Regions from separate parts of the Mus musculus genome. Here region 2 is linked to region 1. A link is a contact called in public HiChIP or PLAC-seq data. All regions are on one chromosome and are shown on one strand. Each heading gives the region's core, a stretch centred on a gene start, on an enhancer-like site or on the middle of the called end of the contact. The rest is flanking DNA. Distances are from core to core; before and after follow the strand shown. Region 1 holds the start of Cebpzos (CCAAT/enhancer binding protein (C/EBP), zeta, opposite strand). Region 2 overlaps Prkd3 (protein kinase D3).

Region 1 (7,700 bases), core at 2,828-5,327:
CTTGGTCATGATGTTTGTGCAGGAACAGAAACCCCGACTAAGACACTGCTGAATACACATACTCTTTCTTGTTCTTCCTGATCGTGAGCTGTTTTAGCTCAGACTCCTCTTCATGCTCACTGATTCAGTCTGGCTTCTCTCAGCTTCTCCTGAATTGCTCTGCGCAGCCTCATACTAACCTTGGCAATCTGTTCTAATCTTCTGGCTCCTTCTCATTCTGTCTTCACCTGTATATAGCTTGTTCTCTCTTCAACTTGTCTCTGTACAACTGTCCTAGTCTAACGGCCTCCTTCCTCTCTCTTTTTTCTCTCTCTCTGTGCTCTCTTAAATAGCTTACCTCTTCTCTCTCTTCTCATGAGAGTTGGGCATATCCTATTTTGTCAAATCTTTCTGTGATCCGTGAAGCTGCTATTATCACAACTGCTAATTATGTCCCCACCCCCTAAACCTATTTGTGGGAGAAGGTCTGCACATAGCTTCTGGGGCTCCGCCCCCAGTTGGTTCTGATTGGTAAATAAAGATGCCAGCAGCCAATAGCTGAGGAGGACAGACAGAGGTGGGGTTTTAGGAATTTCTGAGCTGGGACCCGGAGGAAAGGAAGAGGAGAGTATGGAGAGAGGAGAGTCAGAGACCACTGTGGGGTAGAGAAGCAAGGAGAGCACCCTGGGCTCCTGGCAAAGAAAGCGGGGGCCCAGAGTGCACCACAAATGGGTCGGGAGTGGCCAATATGAAACAAAGATGTTAGTAAGTAGTAACTCAGAATTATCAGCGGAAGGCAGATTCTAGCCACCCGGAGGGTTGGCAGTCACCCAGCTATTGTGCTGCATAGGGCATCTTAAAATATAAAGGGTGTGTGTGTGTGTGCGCGTGTGTGTGTGTGCGCGCGCGCGCGTATGTATGTATGTATGTCTTTCATTCGGGAACATAAACCATTGAGGTGGGTAGCAACTCCACAACCAGGCTTTATTAGTAATACAACAGATTCATCATCTCGTCTGCCATTCAGTTAGACATCACTTTCAAACATGGCTGCCTCCTTCTACAAACTAAGTTTTCCTTCATTGTTTGGGGTTAAGGGTGTGTACTAAGGGCATGTCTGTATTCCAGCCAGAGGGATTAAAGAAAGGTGTGTGCTAAGTGCTGAGCCACACCACAACTAGAAAAAGTTTGGGTTTTTTTCCCCTCCCAGTAAAGGACAAAATCTTGGGGTTCACAGCTGACTGCAGCTTTATACAGTCTGTTTATAACTGACAGGCAACCTATCTACTTGACTGAAAACAGAGTTGGAAGTTTACCAAGATATTTTTTTTTTCTGGGAATTTTGAAATCTGCTTTAAATTCATTAATTTTTAAATTTATGCTATGTGTTTGAATGTTTTGGCTGCATGCATGAGCATGTACCACATGTGTGCCTGCTGCTTTTGGAGGTCAGAAGAGAACATTGGATCACCTGGAGCTAGAGTTGTTGAACTAGGGTTGCTTGGGCGCTGGGAATTGAACTCAAGTCCTCTGCAAGAAAAACAAGTACTCTATACTGCCTAGCCATCTCTCTAGCCACTCAAATTCTTGTAGTGAAAAGGTCAGCTCAGGAACTTTGGGAAGGTTATGACACCCCTCCACCCCCCCCAAGCCCCCCCACCCCCCAGACAAGGGAGAAGCTAATTAGCATTTCTTAGACCACAGGGTAGCAACGGACCTGTGGGTGGGTGGGGACACATTCCGCAGGACTGACTGTTGCTCACTTTCAAACAAGGTGAAGTCCTTGTCACCTCATTCCCTAAAGACTAATCAGTTTAAAGGGTGCACTGTTCTGCCAATCATATTGTGCCGAGTTGCTAATGCTCTGTTCTGCCCCTGGAAACCTTATAAAAACAGCCTAACTGGTGATGGTGGTTGCTGCCTGTCCTTCGGGTCTGGGATGACCCCAGTGCACTGGAACAATAAATTCCTCTTGCTTTTTGCAGCGATCCTGGCTCCACATGGTTCACTTAGGGGGATCCCTGGTAAGAATGCTAAATCTGTATGGTAGCTTGCCTCATCAAGTTCCGCAGTAAATTCAGTTTTGAGACCATAAGCAACTTGATCACATGTCTCAAGTAATAAAATCTGTTTATCATTTGGTTTTAACTTTGTCATCTTATTTATGAAAAGTAAATGATTTAGTTTTAGTCAGTGTCAATGTTTTAAAAGAACTCCTGGGACTGGTGCTTATTTATTCCTTCATTCCATGAAACCCACGGTTTTGAGGATTTTCATAACATACATTTGTCATGCTTTTGTGCATACATGTTCTTGATGTGCTGTATAATGATACTCCATTACATGTAAGCACAGGGTGGCTTTTGCATCCTCTTCTATTGGTTTTACAAATGTGTTTCTCTCTTTTACCTGCCATTAATGGGGTATCAACCAAAGGAGATATATTGATGGTGGACAAAGAAAATGGGCTTAACATATATTTTATTGCGCCATATAAGTTCCTTGATTTAGTTGTGTCTTCTAAGGACACTAAATACATCATTTTTGGATGACATTGCATTTGTCAAAAAGACCACTAATAAAAATGGCTAGTTGAGCCATGTCTTTGTCATTGCGTTATTGCTCTTAAGAGACACCACAACCAAGGCAATTCATAAAGAAAAAGGACTTAATTGAGAGCTGACCTACAGTTTCAGAGGTAATTTACTGTCTACTTGGTGGAGCTGGAGAAGTCGCTGAGAGCTCTACAGTCTGATCCATAGGCAAAGAGAAAGACTGGGTCTGGTGTGGACTTTTGAAACCTCAAATCACACCCCCAGTGACACACTTCCTTCAACAAGGCCACACCTTGCACCTTGTTGAATCCTTATAATCTTTTTGACACTTGTACTCCCTGGTGTAACTTTAATTTTTCCAAATCCCATTTAAAAAAAAATATTTATTATTATATGTAAGTACACTGTAGCTGTCTTCAGATGCACCAGAAGAGGGCGTCAGATCTCATTATGGTTTTGAGCCACCATGTGGTTGCTGGGATTTGAACTCAGGACCTTCAGAAGAGCAGTCGGTGCTCTTAACCACTGAGCCATCTCTCCAGCCCTCAAATTCCATTTTTAATGATGGTTTTTAAACACTTTAACCTTCCTTGTAACCCACCACTCACCAGAGGTAGTGGGAAAGAAAGGATACGGGGGGGGGGGGGGAAGTGGAACTGTTTAGAAAGGTTCTTTGGAGCAACTCCCTTCTGTGTTGTCTGGAAATCAGTTCAGTTCACAGGTTAGCAGGCAGCGGTAGTTGGATCCACTGGCAAACACCTCATGGATACAGTTCTGTAGAGTCAGGTTAGCAACAGCAGTGACATGTCCAGATGTTCGAATCAACAGTCGGAACCAACAGGAACAGGGAATCGAAGATGCAAGATCCATAAGTGTTGCACAGTTAGCTGTACCAGTGAGCCAAGTCAAGCCAAGCCAAGCTAAGCTAAGCCAAGCCAAGCCACTCCCCCTCCCCCAATTTCCATTATGTTTACCTTGAACGTTTTGTTGGGCAGCATTCATAGCTTCCTGTGTTTGCTTGTTTGAGACAGGGTTTCTCCGTGCAGCCCTGGCTGTGGATCTCTGAGGACAGACTGCATTTTAATAAAAGTGGATATAGTCTGACATTCCAGGCTTTGTCATGCACGTGGTCCCTCTTTAGGCATTCCTATGCCCCATCTCCTATCTTTCCTTCCCTTAGGTCAGCCCTCTTCTTGACTATTGGGCAGCACCTAGGCACAGCGCTTCTCACCTTTAATGTGTAAAGGAATTGTCTAGGAACCTGGCTAAAGGGCAAATCCCAATTTAGGGTCCCACTTTTCTGGCCACTCTCTGGCGATGGGTTGTTCCCGTTCTGATACATTTTGGGTTTAGAGTGGGAGAGACGATCCATGTGCAGAGTTTGGAGATGGTGTCCTGGGTTCAAATGTGAATTCTTTTACTTGGGTGTGACCGCGGGCAGGATAACCTTGCCTAAACGATACCAGCTTCCCACAGCTAGTTAGGTCAGGTTCCTCTGTGGGGCGTGGCTAAAGCTGGGGGCGTGGCGCTAAGACCGTGCGCTTGCGCAGTCGGGTTGCGGAGGCCTCAGGTAAGGACCGGGCAGTGTTTCTTGTCCTCTGTTCCCCAATGTGTGGCGCGTGGGGTCTGTGACATTCTTGGGTGTGGGGAACACTCGAGCGAGCCCGCCCCGCAGGCGCAGGAGCGCGAGCGTTTCCGGGTCGCCGAGCCGCGACGCATGCTGGGACCAGGACCCCGGGTAAGGCTGGGTGCTCGCTGTTGGATCCTTGCAGGGCAGCAGCCCCCGGTCGCAGCGCCGCCTTTCCTCCCTCGGGCCTACACTGGAGCACACGCAGGGTTGCTTCTCCTGCGCTGCAGCCCCAGGCGCTCCTGTGCAACAAGGCTCCGTGGTCTTTGGTCTCCCTGAGCCATCTTGTCTGGACAGTGTGTCTCTGGTGACAAACGTGCTTTATTATTAAGTAGACAAGTCCCGAAGCGCAGGGCTTTGGAATGTGGCACGTCCATCAGTTTTTAAGAAATTAAGTGTTTTATTAATATCATTATTTGGACTGTTTGATATCTTAGCATCACTCTCTTCCAATCAAAAAAGATTTCGCTCAGATCCCGTAAGTTGTGGAACAGGATGCAGGCAGGTGTGCCCTGTCCTCGCCCTGAAACCTTAAAACCGCCCTTGAGAACTTAGAACTGAGCGGGACCGTCAGTGATTTAGCAGAGTACTGGGAAATCGAGGAACACAGCTGTCCCTTCTGCCTCCTCCCCAGTTTTTTATTTGCTTCGTTTTAAAAATGAGAATAATACAGTTTTTTTTTTTTCTGGTCCCTGAGTAATTCCCATTACTAAAGTGAAAAACGAACGTTGGAGGAGGGACACATGGTAACAGAGTCCAAGGCGAATCCTGATAGTGTTTAATTATTTTCATGCTTAGATACCATGAAAGGGACGTAAAAGCAGGGGAAAGGACTGGCTGATCCTGAACATTAAAGAACAGCCTGTCTCAGCATTGAGCAGTGGGAAAATATCAGAATATTAGATCAAAAGCTTAGTAGTTTGGGGTTATAGGGAGTTAGTTATAAAGCCTGAGCTACCTTTTGCATATTTAGCAAGACAAAACCTTATTTACTGGATAACGGTTCTTCAAAGACACCTTCTTTTGACTGTTGGAAACTGAGCCTACTACTCATGCTAATAGCTTGCATGCTCCCGTTCTCGGTTTGTCTCTGCGTACAGGGGGGAAGACTTCAGTTACTCGAAGCTTTGCCATGGACTGGGTCACCACCAGTCAACTTCTCCCCCATGGGCCAGGGCTTTGTATAAAACCTGGAGTGACTTCACGGGGGGGGGGGGGATTACTGGGGTGCCTGCCACCCTAGTCTTGCTGAATCAGGATCTGGGGACTGGGAAGTGGTCTGAAGGCTTAGGAACGCACGCTGCTTTGGGGATGGTGCATTGAAGTGTTCCAACACTGAGACTGCCTTAGAGCCAAGACTGGTTTGCTACCGTCTGGTTTCATATCCGTCTAGGAAAGGCATGAACTGTGGTGCAACTTAACAAAAGTACCTTCCTCTTGCAGGGCAGTCTCCAAAAGGGCCTTCCAATGCTGTTCCTATTATTAGACTGTATTATAATTCCTAGGTCAGCTAAAAAGTTTCTCTCTAACAGACACTAAAAAGCCTTAGTTCCTCCAGTTTTGCTTTGTAAAGAGCTCTATACCTTCTCAGAATTTCTGTGGTTTATCACACTCCTTAGGCATGGAGATCGGAAACTGCATGTAGGAATGTCTAAACGAAACACATACTACCCTTGAGGTTCATACAAGCACTGAGACTGGGGGTGGAGGTTTTTCTTTATAGATGTGGCAACAGAAATCTAAACATGCTCATCCATCCATGTTGTTAATGTAGGATGGCTCGGATCATGGAACCGCTGGCGAGGAAGATCTTTAAAGGAGTGCTAGCAGCTGAGCTTGTGGGTGTCGCTGGAGCTTACTGTCTGTTTAAAAAGATGCACTCCAGCCAAGGTAAACTCAGCTCAGCAATTGTTTTCTAGCAGGGGATGCACTCAATGTTGGTGACATTTCTGGGCAAAAATGTTTCTTGAGACTGAAGGTATCGGACGTTTTTATGGGCAGGAGGGGAGCGAGGCTGTTATTGTACCTGCAGACTAGGAGTGTCTGGGTTTTACCTGGGAAGGGTAGAACAGACGTCCCTATTCTGGCTCAGAACTGAACGGAATGGGTGGAGGCAGCTCAGCCTGCCCGTCATACTTACTTGTAGAAAAAGCTAACACCGCTGTGGGCAGTGATGGTGCACACCTCTCCCAGAACTCGGGAGGCAGAGGCAGGTGGATCTATGTGAGTTCGAGGCCAACCTGGTCTACAGTGATTTCCAGGACATCTAGGGCTACTGTGAAACCCTGCCTTGAAAAACAAAAACCAAACAAAACGATAAAGGCTATATTTTAAGATGAATGTAATTTGTATACTATCCTGTAAGATTTACTTCTTGGATTAGTAGATGGACCTTAGTACAAAATGCTAATAGACACTAATATACTAAATTGTTGTTTAATATGTTAATACAGTGATTTTTTTTTAATATCAGATTTCAGACAAACAATGAGCAAGAAATTTCCATTCATTTTGGAAGGTATGTTTTTCTTCAAGTAAAAATTCAAGTGTGAAACAACCTATAGATTCTGTGATGTTTTTACAACTTTAGAGCAAGTGACCTTATTTTGTTATTGGTTTCAAACACTAGTTGCTTCCTGGGACCACACAGTAAGGACTCACACCTATTACTTAGATGAGAACAGCTAGCTCTTGTTTTAATCCTTATTCCCCTGTTTACTGATCAACCTGCAGGCTTTATAAACAATGGACAAAAGTGCTGTCACTGAGTTATATACCCCACGTGCCAGCTGGAGTTTTCATTCGTTCAGTGGTTAAGATTATAGATTCCAGAGCGAGACCTAAGGGTTGGGACGGGCACAAACCATAGTTACTGCTGTAAAGACTGTTTTCCTCCGGTGTACTATGTTCTCAGAGATACTGCTTTCTCTTGGGGAGAGCCAACGCTGACCCTGATAGTTAGAGTTGACCACAGTGACATCATGCACTTAGCCTAAGCATGGTACCTGGTCCCGGACAAGCAGCCCATCACAGAGGTCTGGAGAGTGGTTACAGCTCCCGTGTGGACATGGAGCCCCGCTGTCCTTTCGTTTGCTATGTAGCAATATGGAAGAATTCTTTCACTATAAGTTTAAATTTTGTGTAATTTTATAAATGACAGTACTTTGTTTCCACAGTTTATTACAAATCCATTGAACAGTCTGGAATGTATGGAGTTAGAGAGAAAGATGAGGAAAAATGGTTGACTAGCAAAAACTAAGGGTAAGTATAATCTTAATTTATTGTCACCCTGAAGATGTCACTTCCTCTGCCGTTTGGGTTTCTGAGGGGCTTTCATCTTCTTCCTGAAATTTTTCTTTTTCTTGATGATACTTTTCACATCTCTGTTGTGCAGCCAGTCATCTCGCTCAGCTTCCCACTTGAGCTGTTTGAAACCTTTGAGGGGAGACGACAGATGAGTCTGTACCCGGGACTCCACAGACGCTCCCTGACCGTAACTGCAGGCCTGCGGCTTCCCACCCACTGTTTGCTGCTCTCCT
Region 2 (7,700 bases), core at 2,817-5,316, 50 kb after region 1:
ACTGCCTATAAGCTTATGTGTACTGCACAGTGCTGCACAATAAACTCAGCTCTGCACCCTGATGCTGCTCTCCAGAGTCTGACTCCCAGGATTCGGGGTTCATCGTGTGACTCCATCACCTCTCACCTTCTGCCCTTGGTCCTGTTCCCACACTTGGGGATATAAACTTAATCCTGGTAAGATTTTCACATTAATTCCCTTATTTTAATTATTCGGTCTGCGCACATGGGATGTAATTATTACTTACGACATTCTCCTGAACCTGACAGTTAGACACGGAGATACTGGTAGCCAGATCTTCTGTACATAGAATGGAATATAAGAAAAACACAAAATAGTTAGTATATGACTTAATATTATTTCTTGGAAATCCATAGCTTATCAAACTTAAAATTACATCAATATAGATAATATATGCATTAAAATGTTATATACAATACTAACCCATCAACAAGAAACTGAGTAAATAAAATATGACACATCCACACAAATAATACTCTAAATATTTAATAAACAGCATAGATCTGTGACATAATGTCCTACTAAGGGCTCAGTATTAGAGCATCTGCCTACTATGTGTGAAGTATGAGGCCCTGCATTCAACAAAAGAGGAAAAAGCAAGTTCCAGTGTAGCAGTGTTTGAATTAAACTAAAAATGCTACTTCTGGTGAGTGAGTGATGTAGGCTCGGGAGCGAGGACTGTAATATTTGTATCTATACTGCTTATATTGTTTTAAAACACAAAAAGCATGTATCAGGACAGATGGCTCAGTGGTTAAGAATACTGGCCGATCTTTCAGAAGACCTGGTTTGAGTTCTAGCATCCATTGGGTGGCTCACAACCATTTGTAACTCTAGTCTCAGGGGATCCGATGTCCTTTTCTGGCCTCTGGGGGCATCGTTCACATATGTGGTACACAGACATATATGGAGGCAAAACACCCATGCACATTAAAAAAAAAAGAATTCATTACTTTCATTAAAAAGTTTAAATTAGATAAATTTACACAGTGGTAATGAAATATGCCTTCTATGTATTAAGAGTAGGTAAAAGGAATTTATAAAAAAAGACCTCAGAGTATATGACCTTATACTTCGAAAAAGGAAAAATAAAACAATGTAGTAGTTCGTCTGGACTCCCATCCTCCCAAGTCCTTCCCCAGTTAAGACATCTATAGCAAGTGGCTGACAACGGTCTCTTGAAGGCAGAGACAGGACTGAGATGGGATGGACCCTCATGTATCCCGGGGATTGCCTCAAGTCAGATGACATAGTCCCACAAAGTTTTGATGAGTTACTGTGGTAAATAAAGAAAGCAATAAGAAAAGGGAAATATGGAAACAAGACCAAAAAGCCATTAAGACAACCCAGAGAAACGAACCATGATGATTCCTTCACAACTGCACATACTAAAACACAGGACAGCACTAATATAAGCAAATTCTTCATTTCAAATAGTAATTCAGGTTGGGGAACGGCTTAGTATGCAAAAGCATTTGGATCCAAGTTTAATCCCCAGCACCTGTTTTAAAAGGCCAAGTCTGGCCTTGTGCAGCTTTGTGCGGTGCAGAGAGAGGAGGATTAAGAGAGCTTGCTGCCTAGTCAGTCTAGCCAAAGTCTAGTCCATTTCAGTGCTCTCCAGGGAATCAGCAGCGAATAGAAAAGGACCTGATACTCTCCTCTGGTCTTGTCCTCAGGTGTACACGTGTGTACACACACACACACGAGAAACTCTTATTTAAAAATATTAAGCCACTTCAAAAATATTTTATGTCATTCAAATCATCTTTTTTTTTTTTTTTTTTCCCCTGAGACAGGGTTTCTCTGTGTAGCCCTGGCTGTCCTGGAACTCACTCTGTAGACCTCGAACTCAGAAATCCGCCTGCCTCTGTCTCCCAAGTGCTGGGATTAACGGCGTGTGCCACCACTGCCCAGCTCCAAATCTTCTACTTTTTTAGGGAATAGTCTTGACTATGTAACCTAGGCTGTCCTGGAACTCCCTATGAAGGCCATGTTGGCTTCAAACTCAAAGACATCACCTTCCCTCTACCTCCTGGAGTGCTGCAATTAAAGGAGCATACCAGTACACCAGTAAGTAATTTAAAAATTTAAGACTGATCAAGGAAAAGCACACCAGCAAAATGACTGTGCCTGCCAATGCCTTTCTAGTGGTTTGTTTCCTAGTTTCATTATTTTCTTTTCTCTCAATGGCCTCCTCTATCTGGATCCATCCAGCTTTAATTTCTCTCAGTTTCAGACAAAATGGGAATATCAGTTAAGTCTTGGGCACGCTGCCCAGTGCACTGTGTGTATTTATTATTCCTCCCACTTTGGATGCAGAACACTGGAGCCCAAGATCACACAGCATGGTGAGCAGCAACTGTGTGCATTTTCCCTCATCTCCCCTCTTACTCTAGGATTCTGCCTTAGAGACTTTTAAGCAAGCCTTTGGAAGTTAAGAATAAAATGTGCATGTATGTCTCTAATGTTTCTGGGGAAAGGCTCCTAGTTTTGATGAAATGCTAGTGCTGTCTAAACTGCCCAGAACGTAAACCCTGTTAGCCATGCATCCACCCACCCATCCCTCCTCAGGCGTACCAAAGGCTGCACATGACTCCAGCCTTCACACTCGTGATTACACCTGTCTCCCCAACAAAAGCAGCACTACCCCTTCTACCTTTTATTTACCTCTGCCTATCCTACCCTTGACTGCAGGCCAAATTCCAAATCAAGTTTTCTACTATGAAGCCCTGCTTCTCCTAGCCACACCTCAGTGTCTACAGTAAAACCTTCCTGATTTCGTCCCTGCATTGCATCTGCTGCTGCTTAACAGTCAAGTACTCATCTCCCCTAAGTAGCGTCTATCATTTCTCTCTTGAATTTTAGTTTTAGACCTAACGTAATGCATGAAACAGTTGCATAAAATAATACAGGTAAGCTGAGATAAATTGCATTTGGAAAGTGGCTGATACTTATTTTAATATAAATATATTTGTCCAATGATGATGTTTCTCTATAATTCTCTATGGATATAATTCCAATAAGGTAAAAGCTGTATTAGACTCTAATATTTTTTAACGATTAAATAAATATTCATTCAATTTGGGTTTAAAGTTTTGTTGGAATAATAGTATTCTTTAATATTCTCTCCCCCACCCCAAACCCCATTTTTCCTGAGTCAGGATCTCACTATATCCCTGGCTGATACTCACAGACCAGACTGGCCTCTAACTTATAGATCTACCTGCCTCTGCCTCTTCAGTGTTGAGATTAGAAGCGTGTACCACCATGGCCACTTCAATATTTTTAAATTTCTGTCGTAATTCATTTAAAAGTAACATCATTCTGACCTATCAGATTTTATGAGTATACTGTAAACATGATACTTTATGTCAGCACACGCACACACACAAAAATCCCAAAACAAAAAGCAATTCATACACACTAAGCTGCTAAGCACTGTGGTACTATTCTTTGTCTTACAGACTGGATCCACTCAACGCTAACAATTCCACAGTAGCTACTATTATAGAACAGCAAAAAAATTACCCACCTCAGATCTGACAGCAGGCTGGGAGATGCAGAGTTTAAATGTAAGGAGATGAAGGTAGCTAGCTGTGAATATATATATCCTGGAGCCAACACACACACACACACACACACACACACACACACACACACACACACACACACACACACACACACAAATACTCTCTCTCTCTCACATATGTGTATATGAATGATACTCAGCATAACTTCATAAAGGTATTAACTAATGGTATTGGCAATTAAAGACAAAACTTAAGCATTAAAGATAGAATGAAATAGCACAGCCACACAAGTGTATCTGCAAATGTTTAAAATGAAACGAAGCCACCAATGTGCTTCCACTTACTGTGGTCCTTCCCTTGCCCCGGAGAAGTGCAAACACTTGCTTGAGGAGTGACAGGCATGAGGGCCTGGCGAATTGCTTTTTCCCAGCTCTGCGCCACATCTAGTCCCACTCCAGTGGCAGCGAGAACAGGATTATGAGAGCTGCTCCCATTGTTCTCACCAACAAAGTATACCACGGTATCGGTGATGATTTCAAAACAGTGTGGGTTACTGCCTTGTGAAATGCTGGTGAAATCTTGCGGTGAAGATACACGGAGAATTTCTGAAAGTGGAATTTCCTGTAGTAAAAAAGTTGAACACTGAAAAACTATGAATAAACACTTATCTTTATTTCTAAAATACACTAGAAGCAAAGATAAGCATTTCTATGAATGCCACTAAGTCCAACACACTATACAGCATATGGATTAGGCAGCCAAGTATTATGGTATGTCTGTCTTAAATGACTTGACTGTTCAGTAATGCTAGAGGCAGGTCACGGAGTGTTAGACTCGGGGCATGGGAGATGTGTAAAGTGCTTACAACCATGTGGACCTGTCAGGTCCCCAGAGCTAAGGGGTAGCAGGCAGGGACAGATGGATCTGGGAAAGCTCACTGGCCAGACAGTCTATCCAGAACAGTGAGCTTATTCCAAAAAATAAGGTGTGTGTGTGTGTGTGTGTGTGTGTGTGGGTGTGTGTGTGTGTGTGGGTGGGTGGGTGGGTGGGGGTTGAGAGAGGCTCAGTGGTTAAGAGCACTTTCTACTTTTGCAGAGGACTTGGGTCCGTTTCCCAGCATCCACGTGGCAGCTCACAACTACCTGTAATACTAATTCCAGGGGACCCAATACCCCATTCTTGTAACTAAGGGCATCAGACATACACATACATTCAGGCAAAACACTCATACACACATACAAAAACAAAAAACAAAACAAAGCCTTATACTTCAAAAAAGAGAAAGAAAGAAAGAAAGAAAGAAAGAAAGAGAGAGAGAGAGAGAGAGAGAGAGAGAGAGAGAGAGAGAGAGAGAGAGAGAGAGAAAGAGGAAGGAAGGAAGGAAGGAAGGAAGGAAGGAAGGAAGGAAGGAAGGAAGGAAGGAAGAAAAAAAGAAAGGACAGACGGACGGACAAACGAAAGAGACATCTGGCATCTGCCTCTGCCCCTACATAGATACTGTGTGTGCACAGGTGCAAGTGCATGTACACACACACACACACACACCCTACACAATGAAATGCTATAGCAGGTCTTCACGATGTTGGAAGAAAAGCATCTAGCAGGATAGTCTGCCTCCACATCCAACACCTGCAGACTAACGTCTGTCGGTACCACTCATTAGCTGCATCTCCTGTGACCACACTTCTGGAAGCATAACCCTTAAGCTGAGCAAGCACAAATAATGGCTGGGGGCTGGAGAGGTGACTCAGCACTCAAGAGCACTGGCTGCTGTTCCAAAGGACCTAGGCCCAATTCTCAGCACCCACATGGTAGCTCACAACTGTCTGTAATTCTAGTTCCAGAGGATCTGCTACCCTCACACAGACATAAATGCAGGTAGGACACCAATATGCATAAAATAAAAATAAATAAAGTTGCTTAAGCATTCCTTCTCGTCCATACATTGGCCTAAATTATTATTTAACGTTTAGTCCAAGTAATAGGCCAAAACCAGACAACTTATTTATTTTTTTTGGTGTGTAGTGTGTGTGTGTGTAAAATGGAAGTGGAGGGCAGTTGCTTCAACAAGGACTTAACGATGACCTCTATTAGGCAGTCATAATAAGTACATTTACATAAAAATGAAGTTAACCATACAAAACTTTACGAAACAAAAAAAAATCAGTATCACAATATTTTAACATTTTATAAAATGCAAAATCCTTACCTTATAATACTTTGATCCAGATTCATTTTGAAACAATGTTAGACATTTACTGTCAAGTCTCCAATAATGTCTCTTTCTCTATTGAAAACAGAAGTCAGAAAAGGTGGCTCAAAAGTAATTCCTACTTGCACTTTCCCTTTGCCATCCATTCTTCTATTCTGAGTAGTTTAAACAATGAGGTTTAAAATTTTCAAAATATAAAAAGGGAATCTACTGAAGTGTATCACTCCCACATTGACTTATATCCCATTTCTTACTGTTACCCAAGTGAAGTTAGGTTTTAGGGGGTCCTTTCATACGAATTTATGTAGGTACACAGAAGTAGCTGTACATCATTCATTCACATGCATAGATTTATATAATTTACTTCTATGCTAAATTTCTGGATGTTGTCAAAAAATAAACAGAGCTGCTCCCCAAGCACAGACAGGCAAGGGGTTCTGAGGCCCCAACCATCCCTATTCATCCAGTTCCTGGATACAGAGCCCCAGAGCCATACTTCTGCAGTTCCCCTAGCTCCAGGAGCTGCCAGGCTTGCGCTGCAATCGAGCTACATCAGAGGGTTTTTGTTTGTTTTTTTGGGTCATGGACAGCAGTCTGTGGACAGCTACATAATTGGTCAATGTGCTGAGAACAAGACTCAGTGCTCAGTCCTAAATGGGACCCTGATACTTATGCCATCACCACCAGGGCTCAGGCAACATCACACAGGAGGCAGAGAGAGCCAGATGGGGAGGGTGCTGTGAAATGCCATCTTCAGGGAATGAACTTATATAAGTAGCCGTGGTTACCTATGGTCTATACATGATCAAGCCAGACAAAATCCTGGCATGGGTGGAGTAGATAATCTTTGGGTCTCATCCCTTAATGAGGAGTCACTAACAGTGGACAACTGCTGGGGGAGGGAGAATCATTCTTTTTTTTTAAGAAGTGGTCACTGGTAGGTTTTCATCCTCCACTGGGAATTTATCTGCAGTACTCACTAAGTGAGTGGCTATCACACACATACATAGAAGATGTGAAGTTGAAAGGGTGATGTGCTGGGGGGACATGGAGAAAAATGGAACATGTACGATACTTCACATATATATATATATAATTCTCAAAAATAGAGAAAAAATTAAAAAGATATAAAAAGACTGTTTTGATGGTGTTAAATTAAGACTTGACCTAATTCATGGTCTTCTCCATTGGGGTGATGTAGCCGCAGGGGTAACTACTTAGACAAGTGGTTCTCAACTTCCTAACACTCTGACCCTTTGCTACAATTCCTCAAGCTGTGGTGACCCCCAAACATAAAGTTATTTAGCTGGTACTTTATAACTACTGTTATGAGCCATGATGTAAATATCTGTTTTCTGATGTTCCTAGGCAACCTCTGCGAAAGTGTCACTCACCCTCCAGAAGGGGATGTGACCCATAAGTTGAGAATCACTGACTTAGATCTCTAAACGTTTTGATCTCTGATGTAGCAAAAGCCAAACAAACAACCTGTTATATCAGTGCAAGTTGAAGTTGATATTTTTATTATAAATAAAACCACACTTTATGTATAAGAATAATTTTATTTCCTTTTTCTGTGATCTCTCTTTTCATATTATTTAACGTTTTTATTGTGTTGTGATCTTTTATTATCAATTTGTTGGCTTTTTCACAAATTCTTGATTAGTTCTTATCGAAAGCATACGTTGAAATACTTTTTCCAGTTTGTCATTTGTCTTGTTTTTGGGTTTGCCAAACCCAGACTTTCTTCCATGAGATTGGTTCATGGTTCTCCCCTGTCCAACACGGAATCTTTATAAAGTAACTGTTCGGTTTCTCCCACTGCATTAACGTGAAACCATTTAAATAGTTTGATTCATTTAGTTTTGTTCCATGTGAAATGCGATTTACGTTATGGTCATTTCCCCCCCAAATGGCTAATTGGTTACCCTAATAGT

Evidence for each region. HiChIP or PLAC-seq counts read pairs in DNA pulled down with a chosen protein or histone mark.
Region 2: a contact with region 1 is called in an H3K27ac HiChIP or PLAC-seq map of embryonic stem cells, with 8 read pairs. The contact joins the enhancer-like site here to the promoter of Cebpzos in region 1. A contact is called at or near these places in 1 of 39 promoter capture datasets (macrophages), 1 of 15 datasets of contacts at CTCF or cohesin (the NIH/3T3 cell line), 3 of 484 Hi-C or Micro-C datasets (embryonic stem cells, granulocytes and nephron progenitors), 3 of 115 datasets of contacts at active chromatin or transcription factors (all in embryonic stem cells) and 3 of 9 other capture datasets (adipose tissue, liver and pancreatic islet).

Annotation. Positions count from the first base shown.
Region 1 is chr17:78,912,422-78,920,121 of GRCm38.p6, forward strand. Cebpzos (CCAAT/enhancer binding protein (C/EBP), zeta, opposite strand) reads left to right here and starts at 4,078. Exons shown (of 5, transcript NM_001177403.1): 1 at 4,078-4,272; 2 at 5,936-6,051; 3 at 6,635-6,679; 4 at 7,338-7,422; 5 at 7,556-7,700. The coding sequence starts at 5,937. The coding sequence ends at 7,420. It overlaps Cebpz (CCAAT/enhancer binding protein zeta), which reads right to left. Exons shown (of 16, transcript NM_001024806.2): 16 at 6,582-7,596. The coding sequence ends at 7,460.
Region 2 is chr17:78,962,280-78,969,979 of GRCm38.p6, forward strand. Prkd3 (protein kinase D3) reads right to left here. Exons shown (of 19, transcript NM_001171004.1): 10 at 5,761-5,838; 11 at 3,896-4,172; 12 at 248-300. Among named protein-coding and RNA genes, the nearest start is that of Gm41622, 18 kb to the right of the region's middle. Within about 2 kb of position 4,067, at least 20 of the 459 cell types and tissues checked have an H3K27ac peak or open chromatin away from gene starts, as enhancers often do.